Linked DNA regions of Oryctolagus cuniculus: region 1 is linked to region 2. A link is a contact called in public Hi-C data. All regions are on one chromosome and are shown on one strand. The core of a region is the stretch at or near the end of the contact, and the rest is flanking DNA. Distances in the headings are between cores, read along the strand shown. Region 1 holds the start of BMP4 (bone morphogenetic protein 4). Region 2 holds the start of LOC103351297.

Region 1 (3,303 bases), core at 690-3,189, 220 kb after region 2:
GAATCGGTCTGGAGGCGTGAGCCCAGGCGCCCGCCGCTCCGCCTCGATGGCCCCGCCGACCCGTTTCTTTGGGGGAGCTGCTGGACCGGGAGGGAGGGAACGGGGGCGGTGAGAGCGTCCTCGGTAATGGAGCCAGAGCAGAAATTACTCCAGCAGCCGCTGCCTCTCACTTTCCCACAGCGAGCACAGCCAGCACCCCCGCCCCCGAGCGCACGCGTGACAGGGGCCGCAGCGCCGGGCCGCCCTGCTGCTCGGAGCGCCCGCAGCCGCTCGCCAGGGGTGATGTTTGGCCTCGCCGAGACCCCAGGGAGGACCGGCAGGGCGCGCGCGCGCGTGCTTGGGGTCGTGCGAGCGTGCGCGGAGGGTCCCGCTGCGCTTCCCGGTACCCATGCCTCTCGGTGCGGAGGCTCCGGGCGGCTGAAACTCCACTGCCAACCCCTGGAGCGAGGCTCGGGCCGCAAAGCGCAAACCCTTTCTTTCGTGCCCGGGACCTGTGGCTAAAGCGTCCCGGGGACGAGGGGCCGGCCAGACCCTCGGCATGGCGCGCCGCAGCTGGAGGCAAAGGCCAGGTCCTCCGCGCGCTGGCGGCGGGGCACCGGCCGAGGTTTCCGCTGAGCGCCGCCGTCGGGAGCTCCTCCCCGGCCGCCGAGGCTCGGGCGGCGGGCGCGGAGGTTGGCCTCGCCTGGAGGGGCGGGGACCGAGCGGGGGCGGCGGGTGGAGGCGGGGCGGGCGGGGCCTCGGCGTTCACGTGACTCCGAGGGGCTGGAAGAAAAACAGAGCCTGTCTGCGCCCGAGTCTCATTATATTCAAATATTCATTTTAGGAGCCATTCCGTAGTGCCATCCCGAGCGACGCGCGGCCGCAGCTTCTCTGAGCCTTTCCAGCAAGTCTGTTCAAGATTGGCTGCCAAGAATCATGGACTGTTATTATATGCCTTGTTTTCTGTCAGTGAGTAGACACCTCTTGCTTACCCCCTCCCGGGAATTCACTGCCCTCCACGCTCCGCTCGCGGCCCCGCAGCCGGCGCGCGCAGACCCAGCCGGTTCTTTTTAACAAGTGCTGCCGGCTCCGATCGGGCGCGGTGCAGGGCAAGGGAGCGCGCGGGGCTGGGGTTGGGGTGGGGGCTCAGAGACGACAGGTCCGCTGCCCCGGGGTGGTCCTGCGCGCCCGCCACTCCGCGTCCCTGCCCCGCTGGCCTAGGGGAGCGTTCCGAGCGCCCGTGGAGCGGTCCCAGCCTCTTGTCAAAGCTCGCGGAGTTCTCCCCGGAGCCGGCTGCCACCCCCTTCCCCGGGAGGGAGCGTGCCGACACGATCACACCTCCTGCCGAGTATTTCACCCTCGTCGGCCACGGCGCAAAACCGGCCGCCGGGGCAGCCCCCCCGGACCCCGCCGCCCGCCCCGCGCCTCCGTCCAGTCCCTGCCTCTCCGCCTTCCCTCCCTGACGGTCCCGACCAGCTGGAGGTTGTGGAAGTTGGGCTCGGAGGGCGGAGGAAGGTGGGGGTGGAGGGAGAGGGGGGAGAGGCTGAAAGTCGGCCGTGGAGAGCGAGGGCATTTGCGTTCTCCCTCCCCCCCCTCCTCACCCCCCCCTCCATGTTAACTGTTTATTCCTGAAGAAGCCACGCTGAGATCATGGCTCAGATGGCAGTTGGGACAAAAAAAGATTAACAGGATGGAGGCTATCTGATTTGGGGTTATTTGACTGTAAACAAGTTAGACCAAGTAATTACAGGGCAATTTTTACTTTCAGGCCGTGCACGGCTGCAGCTGCTTGGGGGGGGGAGGGGGTGCGAGGGAGAAGGCACAGACTTGGGTCTTTCCGACCTGCTTGGCATCCCGACCCTGTGCTGCTAGCCCTATATGCATATGCGGACACCTCTCTGTTTCTCTCTATTTACTGGTGTTTATTTATTCCACCCCCCCACCCCTCCCCAGAGACACCATGATTCCTGGTAACCGAATGCTGATGGTCGTTTTATTATGCCAAGTCCTGTTAGGAGGCGCGAGCCATGCTAGTTTGATACCTGAGACGGGGAAGAAAAAAGTCGCCGAGATTCAGGGCCACGCGGGAGGACGCCGCTCAGGGCAGAGCCATGAGCTCCTGCGGGACTTCGAGGCGACGCTGCTGCAGATGTTCGGGCTGCGCCGCCGCCCGCAGCCTAGCAAGAGCGCCGTCATCCCGGATTACATGCGGGATCTTTACCGGCTCCAGTCAGGGGAGGAGGAGGAGGAAGAGCAGATGCCCAGCGGCGGTCTCGAGTATCCGGAGCGTCCGGCCAGCCGGGCCAACACCGTGAGGAGCTTCCACCACGAAGGTGAGTCCCTGGCTGGCGTCTGGGCGAGGGGGGAGGGCCAGCAGGCCTGGCTGCGGGGGCCCTGAGCACCCTGGGGGAAGAGTTCAGGTTACATCAAAGCCCCAATCGGAGAGGCTGGGGAACGGGGCTGCTCACCTCCAAGAATTTCCAGAGCTGCCTCTGAACTTATTTGGGGGGGGGGCGGTTAGGGGGGTGGAGGTGGGGGTAGTTGGGAGATGGGGACTGAGGCTGCTAGTCCCGCTGGTGTGTTTCTGCCATATCAAAGCTGTTTCTGCCCCCCGCCCCCCCTTTTTCCAAAGCACCTACCGAATTTAATATTACAGCTGTGTGCGTTGGTCAGGTTTATTCAATAGGGGCCTTGTAATCTGATCTGAATGTTTCCTAGCGGATGTTTCTTTTCCAAAGTAAATCTGAGTTATGAATCCACCAGCATCATTACTGTGTTGGAATTTATTTTCCCCCCTGTAACATGATCAACAAGGCATGCTCTGTGTTTCCAAGATCGCTGGGGAAATGTTTAGTAACATACTCGAAAGAGGAAGAGGGAGAGAGTGGTTGCATGCATGTTTCCTCCAGCCTGGGCTCTGTGGGCCAAGCCAAGAGGGGGCTTTAAATGGGAGTCTGAGCGTGATGGAGAAAGGGAGTGGCTGCGTGGAAGCTGTCAGGCACATGGGGGAGGCTGGGAGATGCTCTGTCTTGGGTGCTAGACAGGCGCCAGCTAAGTGTTGTTGGTTCCCTGGGTGCCCTACCTAGCTGCTCCTTCAGACCCACAGGCAGACACCCCTCCCCTGCCCCCACCGTAGTCTTCCAGCTTATAAGCAGAGTTCACCACTCATCACCCCGCTCAGCTACTTCCGCCATCCCCATCTCTCAAAAAAGTTCACGTGCTCTTTCATTTTCCCTTCCTTCTCACCGTGCCCAGAACATCTGGAGAACATCCCAGGGACCAGCGAAAACTCTGCTTTTCGTTTCCTCTTTAACCTCAGCAGCA
Region 2 (2,918 bases), core at 132-2,631:
GCTCATATTCTAAAACTGCAGCATGTAAAGTAGAAACTCAAGCCTGGTGTGTATGTAATAGAAAATTTCATGCTCATAGAATATCACCCACTAGGGAAATAGGCTAATTTGATTGATTTAGTTACATTCAAGGGATGGTAAGGGACAAGGCCAGTTAACCGTCTTCGGAAGTTCCTGTGCTGACGCGTTCAGATAATCAAAGTGAATTCCGAGGTGATCACGCTGACCGGCTCCCAAAGTCTTCCTGAGAGAGCAGGAATTTTCCAAATGTCTCAGGCCGCCCTGTGAGGGTGGCAGCTTATCTCCGTTTGCCCGAGACATTAGAAGGACACTTCTTTTGTCGCTTAGCCCAGAGGCAAAGGGAGGCCCAGAGGAGGAAATGTCATTTCTCTGCTGAGCTGAGGGCTCTTGGGAACGCTGGCCTGGGCTCTCCTCCCTGGCGGGTGCCTGCTCTTGGGGCCAAAGGCTTGCACTGCTTTTTCTGTCTCCCAAGGTAGAAAGCAGCCGTGTCCCGGCGCTGGTGGAGCTGTTGTGTCCAGGGCCAGGCTGAAGGGGCTGCGGCACGGGGAACGCGGGCTCCAGTGGTCAGTAATGGAGGGGCCACCCCAGCCTGCATGATCAGGCCAAGGGGTTGGGGCAAGGAAGGAAGAGGAACAAGGAAGCTGGATTGAGGACAAGGCCGGTCAGGATTTGGGACCTGCCAGTGGCAGCTCAGGGTCTCGGGGGCCAGTGTTAGTGGTCTCAGACCCTCGCCCAAGTCCAGAACCTTGTGCGTGCCAGTCTGGCCAGAGGGGTGGGAGCTGAAGCAGACAGCTGCCCTGAGTGGTCTCTCCACGGGACTGGAAAGTCTGACCCAGCGAGGGGACCTGGTGATGGAAACCGGTTTATTGTGTATTCAGAAACAAGGATATTTGATTCACCAGGGCAGGCTCCTCGCCTCTTTCTTGGCACAGATTGGTCTTCAGAGCCTGGAGCCTGGAGCCTGGGCAGTGCTGAGCGGCACGGAGGAGTATACGTTTCCTGTCACTTCCTCTTTGGCAGGTTGTGTCTGCAGACACTGGCTTCCATACCCCATAATTACTTTTTCACATTTTTTAATATAGTAACACATGGTTGGGCTTGTGGTGGGGGAACCGAGTGATGCCTCTGGGCCATGAACACTATAAATAACTTCAGGGATCATTTTATATGGTTAGGGAAGGAAGCAGCTTCTTTCTCAAGAAATAGCTCCCAGCAAAGGAGCAGCATTTAGGAACAAATAACTTTTATTTTCAAAAGTCCCTTTTGCCGGTTCTGTTTCTCCCACAGATCCGCGATCTTAGCTGCTGCTATTCACTTGTTTTCTGGGCGGCCTGCCTTCCTCCACTTTTTATCTCAGCGTGGTGAATGCAGCCTGCTTGTCATACAAAGGAAAGTGAGCACATTTCGTCTGTGGGTGTGAAGTCAAGTCGTCAGCTCCGCGCTCCAGGGTTAGCTTCTGACGGCGAACTCTGCAGTGGCGGCAGGCTCGCACGAGCAGGTGTGTGTGTTAACCGAAGACCCATGTTGCTGGCAGGGACTTCAAAAAGCTACCTAGAAACATGTCACCCCACCCCCCACCCCAAGGTAGCTGGAGCTTAACAGCTTCCTGGAAATAAAAAGTTAGGATATCTGTGGTAGCGTTTCAGTAGCGAATGAACTTCATTGCCAAGAATGTCTTCTTTTTATCTAAGCTTCCAGTGTATTTGAAACCTGTTGCTTCTTATTTATTTAGTGACAATTTATTGTCACAATTAAATATTCTTATTTATTCAAGTTGACAATAGCTGATTACGATCACCTTTCAATAACTACCGATTTATATTTCCCTGGCCTGGTCTCTAAACTTGCACCTAAGTCAGTAATTAACAGCTGAATAAGATAAACACTATACTTTCTATTGAGCAGAAGTCTAATGGAAAAGTATGTAGAGGGCAAATATTCTCAAAACACTCTTAGGTTTCTTTAGTTTTGCACAACCCATGTTTGACACAAGTCTCTTCTGAAGCAGAGCAGGTAGTTTTGTATCTTTGTTTCTGAATGATACATAATATCTTCATATATTTACTTTACAGGAAGGCAAAGACAGTAGCCCCTTAAGGAGATTTAAAATAATGACCACCACTTTCTAGGCATAAAAATGATTTGTTTCCCCCTTAGCAACATTCATTTATAGAGACAAAACTCTAACTATAGGCAAATAGGGATCATTTTACCCTTTGCATCTGTGTACCTGATGCGCGGTCAGCTTAGGAGCAGAGGCACAGATTGCAGTGAGAAGCAAGCCTCTGGGGCTGGACTCGTCGAGGGGCAGCTGGGATGCGTGCCTGAAGGGAGCATGGGGAAGAAAAAAAAACGCATGGTGCTTCGTTGTTCCGGGCCAGTATTTGCCACACTCACAGGGCACCCGGCACAGTGCTCCAGGTTTCTGACCTGACAAGCAAAGATGGAAATTGTTCTCTCTTGCAGAAGGAGATTTCGTTTTACTTCTCTCGTGTAGATGGTGGTGGTGCCCTCGTGAGACGGCCCGACGCGCAGGGTCCCCGGCTGATGCGGACACCTGATGTTGCGCATGCGCCTGACGGATGCGTCGCGCCCAGACGCTGCGGTTGGGTTGTCATTCCCAATAAATGATGCCATTGGGTAATTTTATTGTAAAGACTTCCACAGTGCTGAAAATCTGATAGAGCACATGGCTTGATGTGGGTGCTGACAGCCACAGTATCTGTCCAAGGAACTATGGCAGATGAACTAGCAGGGTGCTTTTCTCTTGGGAGCAGGCTGCACTTCGAAGGGAAAATGTTTGCATTCCCTCCCCGGCCTCCCGCCCCCGGCCCTCTGCCCTGAACTACACAAAGTCCCACTGGATCCAAGGAGCTGGCACCGGAACCACTCGCTCT

What was found. A called contact is a pair of places that touch in the nucleus more often than the background predicts.
Region 1: a Hi-C map of an unstated tissue shows a contact between it and region 2, with 3 times the contacts expected there. The contact joins the promoter of BMP4 here to the promoter of LOC103351297 in region 2. A contact is called at or near these places in 3 of 6 Hi-C or Micro-C datasets (embryonic fibroblasts, skin fibroblasts and an unstated tissue).

What each region holds. Positions count from the first base shown.
Region 1 is chr12:22,465,870-22,469,172 of mOryCun1.1, forward strand. BMP4 (bone morphogenetic protein 4) reads left to right here and starts at 1,940. Exons shown (of 2, transcript NM_001195723.1): 1 at 1,940-2,312; 2 at 3,235-3,303. The coding sequence starts at 1,940.
Region 2 is chr12:22,244,477-22,247,394 of mOryCun1.1, forward strand. It overlaps LOC103351297, which reads left to right and starts at 1,382. Exons shown (of 11, transcript XM_070053649.1): 1 at 1,382-1,519; 2 at 2,488-2,661. The coding sequence starts at 2,582. It overlaps LOC103351254 (a long non-coding RNA gene), which reads right to left. Exons shown (of 3, transcript XR_007910255.2): 2 at 2,252-2,345; 3 at 1,291-1,429.